2 separate regions of the Sus scrofa genome follow, and region 1 is linked to region 2. Evidence: chromatin contacts called from public Hi-C data. All regions are on one chromosome and are shown on one strand. Each heading gives the region's core, a stretch centred on a gene start, on an enhancer-like site or on the middle of the called end of the contact. The rest is flanking DNA. Distances are from core to core; before and after follow the strand shown.

Region 1 (3,356 bases), core at 251-2,750, 79 kb before region 2:
CGGTCTCATCGTCGCTCATGTCCCAGATCTGCGTGGAGAAGGAGAGACACACAGAGTGTTGAGTCACTGGGGTGGCTGTGACACGCTATCAAATCCATGTAGACACGGCAATGAGCAAAAGGAACACGATTCCCCCTTGCAGCTCCCTCGTCACTATGGGATTGACAGCCCGTTTCTCGTACAAGGAAACCAGGTGTCCTTGCCTCAGGCCTCACGGGTGAGTGAGGCAGCCCCTGGCCAAGCCAGGCATGGGGACTCCGCATCTCTCCTTGCCCCAGCCAGTCCCCGCTGTGCTTGTTCCCTTGGCCCTGACCACAGGCCCCGAGAATAAGCCCTCCTGCCACCAGCCCATGGGGGCCTGCCTCTGTTCCTGAGAGAGTGTGTGTCATTGCCGGGGGGGGGGGGGGGGTCTGACCTTGAGGGTGTGAATAAGGGAAGACTAGGGCCCCCATAGATCAGTGTGTGGAGAGGAGTGAGTGAAAGCAGAGGGGACCCTGCTGGGGCAGCCCCCACGGGCCAGCTCTGTGGGGCACCAGCGTGAAGCCCCCTCAGGGAGCAAGCCCAGACCAACAGAGGCCAAGGGGCTGCTCACACCCTGGGGGGCTGGCCCTGAACTTAGGCCTACAGACTTTCAAAATTCCTAGAATTGGTTGCAAAAGGCCACCTCAACACTAGCAGAGCTGAGAGAAGGAACATGCTGTTTACACGAGGCTGGCCCGGGGAGAAGGGGAGGCTCAGCCAAGGTAAACAGCAGCCAGCCTGGCGTTCAGAGTCAGGGATGTGGAAAATAAATCACGAGAGAAGGAAATTTCCTCTCTCTTGAGGACCAGGCACCTGGGGCCAGGGGCTGGGCTGGGTGTGTCTTTCACCCCTGCCCCATGTACCCTACTGTGCAAGGACACTGGGATGGGGCCACAAAGGTCCAGACGCCTGAAGAGGCTGGGGGGTGCAGGCTGAGTGCAACCAGGCTGCCCACCCAGCTCATCCTCAGCACGGCCTGGTGCAGACCCCTAGGCCTGCCCCCTCGGGTGGGAATCAGTGGGGGGTGGGGCGTGAAGTGGTTGCTTCTCCAACCAAGACTGCACCTGATGACACCCCCCCCCAGCCCCCCGTCCTAACCACATGCCTGGGGGAAGCACATTGATTCTTTCACTCCCTTGTTCAATAAACACATGTTTATGGAGCCCTCCCTGTGCCACTTGCTGTGCACTTCTGATGCAGACTCCTGTGAGGTGCAGATAGAAACCAACTCGGAGAGGGAAGTCAGCCAGCCCAGGATCACACGGCAGGAAGTGACAGAGCTGGGAACATGGGTGAGTGAGGGGTTTTGAGAGTTAAAAAGGCTGCCAGGATGCAGGGCTGGGCAGCTGCATGGAGAGGGCCATGGCTGGGGACCCTACCAGGCTGAGATGAAGGAAAAGCAGGGGGTGAGGCCAGTGGACCAAGTCCATGACCGCCTGTCCAGGGAGGGGAGCCACCAGCGAGGCCCGGGCAGAGTCCATCCATGTCAATGAGCAACACCCTCTGCAAATGGGCTGCCAGGGTTGTTCACTGCACTTGGGGGCAGGGGCGGGCAGGGCTTTCAAGGGGAGAGCAGACGCCTCCGTCCATCCTTTCATCCATTTTACTGAGTCTCAGCTCTGGGGAAAGGTCTCAGCACCTACCCAACTCCTCCCCTTGCTCCTGGCACTGCCCAGGCTATGGAGGCCATCAGGGAAGCCACCCAGAGGGCTTATTACAAGGACTCTACGGAAGGGGTTAGGGTGATGGATTTTACTAACTGCTCAAGTTCCCTGGGCCCATGGTGAGGTGTCTGCTAGGGCAGCCATGCCTTGTGCTGTTGGCTGGGCTCAGGAAAACAGGAGCAGTCTGAATTATAAATCTCCAGAAACTTCAGCCTTGACAAATACTATGTGATCTCACCTAAGGCACAGACACTAAAAAAGCCAAATTTGTAGAACCAGAGACTAGACGGATGGTTGCCATGGGCTGGAGGGAATGGGGAGATGGTCAAAGGGTACAAGCTGTGAGTTACAAGAATTAAGTTCTGAGGATCTAGTGTTCAGCCTAGTGACTATAGTTTACAGTATTGTATCCTTTAAATTTGCTAAGAGAATAGATCGTTAAGTATTCTCACCACAAATTTAAAAAGGGATGTGAGGGAGTTCCCACTGTGACACAATGGGATCAACAGCAGGTCTTTGCAGGGCAAACATGCAGGTTCAATCCCTGGCCTAGCACAGCGGGTTAAAGGTTCCAGCATTGTTGTAGCTGCGGCGTAGGTTGCAACGGTGGCTCGATTCTGATCCTTGGCCTCGGAACTTCATATGCTACTGGGCAGTCAAAAAAAAAGGCATGTGAGTTGCTAGATGTGTTAATTAACTTGATTGTGGTGATCATTTCACAATGTATATGTATATTAAGTCATCACCTTAAAAAAAAATCACATATGCAACCTAAAAACATAGTTTTTCTCAACTATAGCTCAATAAAGTTGGGGATAAAAAGAAACTTAAGCCTCATCTCCTCCCAGACTATGGACTCCCAGGGGGCTAAGGTTTGTCTGTTCCCTGCCAGGTCCTCAGCCTCCTACATGGCACCTGGCACATGAATGTTCTCTTAATGAATGAAGGTTGTAATAAATTGGCAGAGAATTTTAAAATGTTAGTACCCAGTACCGGCAAGGGTATGGTGAAACACTTCCAGGCAGAGTATAAACTGGTAACATATTTCTTAAAAGAAGAGGTTTGTCAGTAGGTAACACAAAGCTTTAAAAATGTTTGTACCCTAAGGAAGAGGTAAATGATCTTTCTGCAAATGATATGCAAATACAACTAGAAAACCCAAGAAAATACATGCTAAGATGAATACAGACAATAATGAGTATTCAGTAAGATAGCAAGATAGGAAATTAATGACACTGAATTATAGCCTCCTTGCATACACACAATATCCAGCTAGAAAACATAATGAGAGAGAAGAACCCATTGTAAGAGCAATGGAAAGATAAATTTCTAGGGCATAAGCCTAACATGAAACACACAACATCTTTATAGAACACACATACACACCCCAAAATAAATAAATCAATAAAAACCCTTCAAAGCGGTCCTGTAACAGTCCTCACAAGAATCATTAGCAAAGTAAACTGGGATAAGCAGGGAAACACCCTGTGTTTTTGCACAGGACAACACTGCTAACAATGCCAACTTTCCCCAAGTAAACATACAAAGTTAACACAATCTCAGTTTTTAAAAAATCAAGTATCCTTCCTGCAGCTAGACATGCTGGTTCTAAAGTTTATGTGGAAAAAGAAATAAGCCAGAGTAAGAAAACTTTTGAGTATGAAAAGAAAG
Region 2 (3,445 bases), core at 31-2,530:
AAATAAACTATCATTAAAAAATTTTTAAAAGAAATTATCCTATCTTGAATGTACTCTGACTGTTTCAAATGCATTAGTCTTATTCCTTTGACCTTAGCTCAGAAATTTAATCTTACACTTTTCCAGTCTGTTAGTGCTCCTAGTCTAATTCTTGTACAATTAACTGTGAAGGCTATCAAACTTGGAACTGAATCTCAGGTCTTCTACCAGTTCTAAAACATTGGCAAATTATTTATCCTCTCTTAACCTTAACTTCTACATCTTTTAAGTAGTGACAATGATACCCATTTCACAAAGGGTGGCTATAAAAAAATAAATGGGATGATGTACCAAAAAGGCCTATTGATGTACTTAACAGAAAACAGGTACTCAAAGCATTATAATTTCCATCCTGGGTAGGCAGTAGGAGCTCAAAAAATACTCACTAGGTGGCAACCAAATTGAGATGGAAAGCATGCCAGGAAATTAGAATATGAAGAGTGGCAGGAAAAAAACAAGTTATCAGGTGGAAGTAACAAAAAAAGGACCAAAGTCCTAAGATGTTCTGTTTTTCACTCCCCATGTAAGAATATCTCCAAATGTTCCTATTTTATGTCTTGATTCCAGTGACATGTGGCAGTCAGAGCTGAGTATCAGAAAGACACTGAGTATGAGAAATCACTGGTTAACTGCAAAAAGAAAGGATATTCCTGAAAAAGTATTTAAATCTATATATAGTATATAGTATCAGAGAACTTGTGGCAGGATTCCAATATGAAAACCACTGGGAATTTAAGTATTTCTTGACCTTATCAAGAAACACAAGTCATGATGAAAAACTGTTGTGTTTATTTGTCATTCCAAGCCTCCAACCCCAATACCGGAGCTGCTGGACACATCACCAGACTAGGGTGAAAAGTCAAAGAAAGCAATAAACTGGCTGTTTTGAACCATCCTGGGGGATGGATCTTTACAGAAAAAGGAGAAGACAAGCCACCTGCTTGGGGTCCATCACACCATTTAGGGCTTGTTAATAAGACAAATATTAGCAACAAAAAAGAAAGGAAAGGCAGCCATAGTGTCCATCTCTCATGCTGATCGCTCGGTCTGCTGTATCATTATCCCATGAAAGTCATACCAGCTCTCTGATTTCTTACCAATCTCTCCCTGACTCTCAGGTCATGTGATTTAGGAGGGTTGTTTACCCAATTTACCACTGACGATGGGAACACATCCCAGAGATCTGACCAGTGAGGGTTACTTGGCTGCCCCCACCACTGTGACTGGGTGACTAGTGACCAGCAGAGCAGGACATTGGCTAGTGCCACTGGGAACAAAGCTCCCTTCCCATCGGAGTCGCTTAGCCTGGGCCACCAGTGCCAACTTGCTATTGTGAGGAGAGAGCCTGCCAAGAAAGAGGCAATGCAGAGAAAAGCCAGGCAATGGCACATGGCAGGAAGGTCATTATTGACATTTCTTGAACACTTGGATCTAGTAGTGCCTAAGGCTAGAACTATCCATGAATTTTTCAATTACTTGAACATATAAATCCCCATGTTTGCTTAAATCTCTTTGAGTTAGTGTCTAGTTTTCAACCAAAAGAGTCTAATACAGTGAGTAATCTTGGAGAGTTTAATCCGAAAGGAGTTATCTAAAAAGACAGCTGTGACCCACTTTTTGAGTTCTCATTAAAAAAAAAAAAGAAGACCAAAACATGCAAGATGCTGGGGAAGCACCTGCATTTCTAATACCAGCAATTCCATCTGATCAATGCAAACTGAATAGAAATGAGAGGTTCTATTCACGGTGAGGTTACGGTTTGAAGAGGAGATCTATATTTCCTATGTCCTCGATCCTCCATCTTTATTTCCTGGTCAAAGAGTCAAATGTTCATTCATTCTTCCAAAAATGTTCAAAGTAAGTGGTGCATATGTGCCGGGTATTGCGCGAGGTTCAGAGGATACAAAGATGATTAGGACATTCTTATTTTCAAGAAGCTAACAAATAATTATGATTCAGGCTGACAAGTGCTGGCTGAAACTCTTCGGGAAAGGATGAATCCACATTTGCCAGGTGAGGACAATAAAAGCAGAGGGGTGAGCGGAAAGTGTGTCAAGTCCAGGGTGGCCAGGACCAGTGACTTGGGAGGCAGGCTGCAGCCGGTCTACACAAGCTGTCTAGCACTGCCTTGATGAGGAGTTGATCTGATCCTGGAGCCAAGCTGAGCCTCTGCAAGTCCCTGAGAAACTGTGTGTGTCACCAATGGGGACCACTGGCTGTGGAGGCTTGGGTGGAGAACAGTCAGACTGGAGTAGGAGGCAAGGGTCTACAACCCTAACTCAGAAAGCACTGAGAACCTATCCTATGCAGATGGCTTGAGAAGAAGGGGATCATCTGCATCTTAAATGACAAAGACTGAGTAAGAGTAATTCAGGGAGGGGGTAAAAACGCCTGTGTCTCCTCAGACTCTGGGTCACAGCTCCTCCATCCTAGGTCTTCCGCAATCTACATGCAACTCACCCACAGGGCTCAGTGTCAGGAGAGGCCTCTGCTCCATGCCTGCTTGTAGCTCATTGGGTACCCCCTTACCATTGGATCCTACAGCTGTATTTTAGACCTGATCACTCACTACATTGCTCTGATCCTCAACTTCCTCATCTTTAAAATGGGAATACTGTCAGTTACCTCAGGATAAGGACCAAATAAGACAATTTCCATAGCACACCCTGCGTAGAACCTGGCATGTGATAACCACTCGATACATAGAAGCTGCCACACCTCTGCTGATGAAGTAAGCTGTACTATCCACTACAAAGAAACGGTGACAGGAGTTCCTGTTGTGGTGCAGCAGAATCGAATCCAACTAGGAACCACAGGTTGCAGGTTCGGTCACTGGACTTGCCCAGAGGGTTAAGGATCTGGCGTTGCCGTGAGCTGTGGTGTAGGTGGCAGATGAGGCTCAGATCCCAGTTGCTGTGGCTGTGGTGCAGGCCGGCAGCTGTAGCTCCGATTGGACCCCCAGCCTGGGAACCTCCATATGCTGTGGGTGCGGCCCTAAAAAGCAACAAAAAAAAAAAAAAAAAAAAAAAAAGAAAAGAAAAGAAAGAAATGGTGACATAAAACAAGGAGCAGTTTTCACCTGACAGAGATTCCCAGAGGCGATAGTCTATAAAATTTTGTTGTAAAAACAAGGCAGAAGCACTTTACTTGGTAGCTAAAACATGCACACTAACACAAGAGCACTGTATCTGAAGGCCTAGAAGAAATCCTGTCAGCTCTTTTCCAGTTATCACTGTGCCAGGTGCCATGAGCAGTAGAGTCTCCTGCAACACCCTCTGTGGGTGGTGGGAGAAGTCTTGCACGGGAACCAGCTCAAGCATCAGAAGTTTTTGGAGATGATGGAGCTTCAGATAACCCCAAAGAACTATGATCCTCAGAAGGAAAAACGCTTCTCGGGCACCATCAG

What was found. A called contact is a pair of places that touch in the nucleus more often than the background predicts.
Region 1: a Hi-C map of liver shows a contact between it and region 2, with 6 times the contacts expected there. The contact joins two enhancer-like sites. A contact is called at or near these places in 1 of 5 promoter capture datasets (liver), 5 of 47 Hi-C or Micro-C datasets (liver, retroperitoneal adipose tissue and skeletal muscle) and 2 of 2 datasets of contacts at active chromatin or transcription factors (alveolar macrophages and skeletal muscle).

Annotation. Positions count from the first base shown.
Region 1 is chr13:67,693,450-67,696,805 of Sscrofa11.1, reverse strand. ATG7 (autophagy related 7) reads right to left here. Exons shown (of 20, transcript NM_001190285.1): 20 at 1-28. Among named protein-coding and RNA genes, the nearest start is that of VGLL4, 180 kb to the left of the region's middle. Within about 2 kb of position 1,500, at least 12 of the 83 cell types and tissues checked have an H3K27ac peak or open chromatin away from gene starts, as enhancers often do. A contact at or near this core is called in liver, where this site is marked.
Region 2 is chr13:67,613,721-67,617,165 of Sscrofa11.1, reverse strand. The region is part of intron 19 of ATG7 (autophagy related 7); the gene reads right to left. It also overlaps the pseudogene LOC100625537. Among named protein-coding and RNA genes, the nearest start is that of ATG7, 200 kb to the right of the region's middle. Within about 2 kb of position 1,280, at least 3 of the 83 cell types and tissues checked have an H3K27ac peak or open chromatin away from gene starts, as enhancers often do. A contact at or near this core is called in liver, where this site is marked.